Regions from separate parts of the Capra hircus genome. Here region 2 is linked to region 1. A link is a contact called in public Hi-C data. All regions are on one chromosome and are shown on one strand. The core of a region is the stretch at or near the end of the contact, and the rest is flanking DNA. Distances in the headings are between cores, read along the strand shown. Region 1 holds the start of OVCA2 (esterase OVCA2). Region 2 overlaps SMG6 (telomerase-binding protein EST1A).

Evidence for each region. Hi-C and Micro-C count contacts between places; a contact is called where the count stands out from the background.
Region 2: a contact with region 1 is called in a Hi-C map of blood, with 3 times the contacts expected there. The contact joins the enhancer-like site here to the promoter of OVCA2 in region 1. A contact is called at or near these places in 3 of 5 Hi-C or Micro-C datasets (blood and liver).

The regions. Positions count from the first base shown.
Region 1 is chr19:22,859,411-22,862,110 of ARS1.2, forward strand. It overlaps OVCA2 (esterase OVCA2), which reads left to right and starts at 1,450. Exons shown (of 2, transcript XM_005693319.3): 1 at 1,450-1,795; 2 at 2,155-2,700. The coding sequence starts at 1,483. The coding sequence ends at 2,654. It overlaps DPH1 (diphthamide biosynthesis protein 1), which reads left to right. Exons shown (of 13, transcript XM_018064404.1): 10 at 679-757; 11 at 1,032-1,172; 12 at 1,329-1,436; 13 at 2,155-2,700. The coding sequence ends at 1,418.
Region 2 is chr19:23,018,029-23,020,728 of ARS1.2, forward strand. All of the region lies in intron 10 of SMG6 (telomerase-binding protein EST1A), which reads right to left. Among named protein-coding and RNA genes, the nearest start is that of SMG6, 58 kb to the right of the region's middle. Within about 2 kb of position 1,268, at least 2 of the 5 cell types and tissues checked have an H3K27ac peak or open chromatin away from gene starts, as enhancers often do.

The sequences.
Region 1 (2,700 bases), core at 200-2,699:
GTTTCCCCACCTTAATCTATCTAGCAATGATTGGCTAAGGAAGCGTAGAATCTGGGTTCTGCCCATTACCTATTGCAGGCTGGAGTCAGTGCTTCTGTGACCATGAAATTTTAACGTTTAGAGGGCACTCATCTCGCAGGGGCTACTTTTGGCTGTGGGTCAACCCAACTTTGTCTGGCTTGGGGGCTCACAGGCAACGGCTACATCATAGTTGTTCTGTGTGAGATGAGTTTGAGGGGTGGTTGGCAACTGCATTGGACCAGGCACTAAATTTTATCCTGGGGTCTGATGGCAAACATGCTGCCCAAGCCCTCTCTTCAGAAAGTTCATAGTCAGGGACTTCCTGGGCGTCCAGTGGTTGAGACTTCACTTTCCAGTGTTGGGGGGCGCTGCAGGTTTCAATTCCCTCGTTGGAAAGCTAAGATCCCACATAAGATATGCAATATTGTAACAAATTCAATAAAAACCTTAAAAAAGCTCACAGTGGGGGAAACAGAAGAGAACAATGCTATTCTAAACAGCAGTGGGTGAGTCTTTACTTTCGAATTAATAGTAAGCTCCGTTGAGTGTGTTGGGGACACAGTCATGTTCTTCAGCATGCTGCCAGGAACAGGAAGGCCACCCAACCCCACTCCCACCCCCTGCCCCTTGGATCTGACCTGATTTCCCTTCTTATAGGTGGGTGCAGGTGGCATGTCCACGCCTGTCCATCGACTGGGGTACAGCCTTCCCCAAGCCGCTGCTCACGCCCTATGAGGTAACACTAGGTTCTGAAAATCGCTGGGGGAGAACGGACTTCACCCTTAGTTCTGTCCTGGAAGGAGTCCTCAGTGGAGCAGCACTTAAGTTACAGCGGAGGCACTTCCTAGCTGTGTGGCCTTGCGCAAGTCCCTTCCTGCTCTCTGAGCCTCACATTTCCTTTCTATGCTATGGGTATAATAGGACCTTCGTAGGTCATTGTGAGGCCCGAATTAAATAATCCTGCGTAGAAAAATGTTGGCAAATGTTACTGTCCAGATTTTCTCCCCCAGGCGGCGGTGGCCTTGAGGGACATTTCCTGGCAGCAGCCCTACCCTATGGACTTCTACGCCAGCAGCTCCTTGGGGCCGTGGACGGTGAACCACGGGCGGGATCGGCTGCTCCAGGTCCCAGGCCGGCCGGGCCTAGAGAAGGTAGGAAGGGACTCCAAGGAAGACCGAGGGGTCTGGGCGCGGCCGCCGAGGCGGCGCGAGCCGAGGCCGCCCCCCTGCGGCCGCTAAGGGAAATGCACGACAGCAGGGTGGGGAACGTCGCAGAAGCGGGACCGTGACCAAAGTCTGCCACCCCAGGTTCAGGGGGGGCCCGCGCGCCCCTCTCCAGCCGCGGCTTGCGAGGCTTGCAGCTGCAGAGGCGAGGAGGTGTCGGCGATCGCTCCCTGAGACGCTCCTGGTTCCCAGGTATCCGCCCTACCTCTGGACCTGCAGCACCCTCTTCCGTGTTGTCATGGCAACGTCCGCTTGCTCTGTGGCCCGCCTCCAAGGTGGTGGCTGTATTGGGTCCCCCACTTCGCGTTCAACTTCCGCTCGGGGAAAGGCTGCTTCCGGTTCCTCTGGCGCGCAGGCGCCATGCATGATGGCTGCGCAGCCGCTTCTGCGGATTTTGTGTCTGGCGGGTTTTCGGCAGAGTGAGCGGGGCTTCCGTGAGAAGACCGGAGCGCTGCGGAAGGCGCTGCGGGGCCGCGCAGAGCTCGTTTGCCTCAGCGGCCCGCACCCGGTCGTGGACGTAGCGGGGTCGGAGGGCGCCAGGCCAGACTCTGGTGAGAGGAGCCCTGCCCGGAAATGCGCCCAGAGTCTTCTGTCTTGCCTAGTCCGCGTAACACCTGCCTGCACACAGCCACCCTGTCCCTCCCCACATTCCCGTCATCCTCCCACTTCATTCTACCCATACACGCCATCTCTGCCAACCTAGCCCCTTGCTCAAAGTCCTGCCTGGCTCTCCCAGACTTCTACCCATCTCCTCTTCAGGTCAGTCTGTTCCGCCTCATTTTCCCCAGACTTTCTACTCTGCTTCAACCACCTGTTTCCCTCATTCCCAAACCCTCCCTCACTCCCTTTCTTTCTTTCCCCCTGGATTTCCCCTTGCCTTAACTCTGTACTTTCCCCTTCATCGCTGTAGGACCCTGCCCTCCGGAGGAGCAGCCTCGAGGCTGGTGGTTTTCCGAACAGGAAGCAGACGTTTTCTTGGCCCTGGAAGAACCCACGGCGTGCAGAGGTCTGGAGGAAGCTCTGGGAATGGTGGCACAGGCACTGAACAAGCTGGGGCCTTTCGATGGGATCCTTGGTTTCAGCCAGGGGGCCGCGCTAGCAGCTCTTGTGTGTGCCCTTGGCCAAGGCGGTGATCCCCGCTTTCCTTTGCCCCGGTTTGTCATACTTGTATCTGGTTTCTGCCCGCGGGGCCTTGGCCTCATGGAACCCATCATGCAGGGCCCCTTGTCACTGCCTTCCCTCCATGTTTTTGGGGACACTGACGGCGTCATCCCCTCTCAGGAGAGTATGCAGCTATGTAGCCGATTCGATGGAGCCGTCACCCTTACCCACTCTGGTGGCCACTTCATTCCAGCAGCCGCACCCCAGCGCCAGGCCTACCTCAAGTTCTTGGACCAGTTTGCAAACTGAAAGCTCTGTAAAGGCCTTTGCCTTTGCATCCCCTTTCCACTCGACC
Region 2 (2,700 bases), core at 18-2,517, 160 kb after region 1:
CAGTGTGTGCCTGCAATGGTTTTGATTCCAGGAATTATAAAAACATATTTTTTAAAAAGACAAAGAGAGGGAGAGAGAAAAAGGGGGGAAGAAACAAGGGGGCCAGACTGGAGCAAATTGGGCACAGATGGGAGGTGCAGTGGGGTTCCAGGGGTGCCCTACCACAAATACTGCTTCGATTACTCCTCTTCAAGAAACGAGAGCTGTATTTCCTTACATTACAGAATTTTAAAAAAAAATTAAAATTCTTGGAGTGCTTGTGGTTTAGGTCAACCATTCCCTCTCCAGCATCACATCAGCCAATCGGGTGGCTACTGAAGTGTTAAATGCTGAGGCACGTGGAGAAGGCCCCGCTTCTCCGATGACCAGTGGTGACATCACCCTGGGAACCACCTATCTCGCCACCACCCATTACTCGCCGAAGGGCAATTCTGGACACAGGCCAGGAAGGGAACACATTGTTCAGTGATGGTCGGCCTGGAACCATGGACTTCCTCATCCATGTGCTCAGTGAATGCTTACTGAGTGCCTGATAAATACCAGGCCCTCTGCTAAGGGAAACCCAAACATCCCTTGAATGCCTCTGTCCTCAACCTCTTCAATGTAGACTAGTAGGATTCTGGACTCTCTGCAGTCCCACTCCAGCAGGCTTCTTGCAGAGGGTCCACCCGATGGGAGGAGATAAAGGTATCAATAGCCTTGAACTTGTGAGTTTTAAGATCACTGCTGAGACCTGAAAGGTTCGCTGGTTAAATGGTGTGGCAAAACTCAACTTACTTTCCTTGATCGGAAGGGGGACAAATCTCACGACCTCTGCCTCCCTGAGCTCCAGGGAAAACTGTAAGTTAAGAAAGGCCTCTTTGACCATCTAAGTGTTTCCCCTCCGTTGGGCCTTCAGGGGTGCCTGAAGCTCTTTAAGAGTTCTGTGTCTCTCGACCCCAAGGAAAGCACATTTGGAAAGTATTTTAATAATCACACTATTAGTATCATTTCCGGTATTTTGAAAAGAGGACTTATACAAGGGTAGCACTGAGCCCAGACAAAAACGAATTAAGAGGCAATAGCAAAGGACATGCTTTTCCATAAGGCCGTCCCTGTGGCTCTCCCTAGGTACCACATCTCCAGGGAAGGGCCAGGCATAGATGGAGAGAATCTCGACTGCCGTGGGGGGACGCATATCACCTCTGCTCCAGGCTGGAACGCTCCTTCTCCACAGAGTCCAGGAACTGACATATGCAAACACCCACCCAGAAGGACAAGTCCAAGAAGGAATGGAAAGAAAAATGATGGCCCAGATGTTCTGTTAACTTGCAGCGACTGCCAAATCACCACAGACCCCAAGCACCTGGGAGGGCCAGGCAGCAGCAGGCCCTCGCTTCCTGGCTGCAGACAGCCGGGGTCCCGCGGCTGGGTGGCGGCTCTGACAGCCAGCCGACCGGCCTGGAGGGCAGCCTTCAGAAGGGCACCGGCTGACGGGACCCGGGGGCTGAACACTCAAGGGCTGATTTATCACTTCCTTACTCATAAAAATGTGATTCAAACTGCTGCTGATTAGTGAAGGATTTAAATCTTTACCCTCTCCCCAACCCCCTTCCCGCTCCACCCCCGGCACAGATGCTGCAGCTCAGCCACAACACCCCCTTCTTGCCACTGTCCGTGCGAGCACAGCACAGGGGCCCAGTGAAGATGACTCACATGCTGGGAAATGGAAAAGCGCATCTTCCCACCAGCCAGCCCCGCTGAGTGCTCTGCTCACCCCTCTCCCAGTGGCAGCCCACACAGTGGGGTCTGGACGGCCGCCTCAGCTGCACACCGGGTACTTGGCAGCAAGTCCACAGAGCGCTCTGTCCTAGCTGAGTGTTACATCCTGTGGCCGGGCTGTTTTTCCCTGAAACACCCTTGGACCACCTCAGCTCTCGGCCCCAGCTGCCCCGTGGAGGTGAGCATCAGGACAAAGCCAGAGCCGGTGGCGGGGTCTCACGCACAGGCTGCGACGTGTCCTTCCTGGCAAGCAGGTCCTTGTTAGGAGCGACCATGGTAAAGAGTCTAAGGAAAAGCATGCTGGCCTCCAAGGGGAAAGCACGACTTCCTTCTTTCTCTGTTCTCCCTGTCTCACCTTTCTTTCACCCACATTTTCTCAACTTTTAACTTTATAACAGCTCCAAGGAAAGGACTCATTGGTGGCCTATGAAAAGGCCAACATCTTCCTTCTCGTGGAGCAGAAGTTGCTGACAACAGAGGCTCCACAGACTAGAGCTGTGGGGCCTTTACATTCACACCTCCAGGTCCCCCGATGGGGAAACTACCTTGGCAGAGGCTGCACTCTGTGACAGGCGGCTCACTGACTGTGACGCTGCCAGAGGGAGGCAGGGAAGTGAACAGGAAACCGACTCGGGATGCGCCATTCCCCCAAGCCTGCGAGCTCCCCACCTGGTGGCCTGACCCTCGAGACCCTCAAGCGATGAGGAAGGGATCGAGTTCCCTCCCCTCCGGACTGACCGCCTCACCACCCTTTACAGACCGTATTTCCTCCTTCCTGGAAACCACCATTGCCCCTCAGGACTGCGTGCTTTCTCACTGGTATTCCCGGACATATTCAGAGAAGTTCAAAATGGCACCTAAACCTGTGCATTTCACCTTCTACAAGGAACTGTAAATGCTGTGGCAGGCAGCGTGAGAGAACACCCTCCAGGCTTCAAA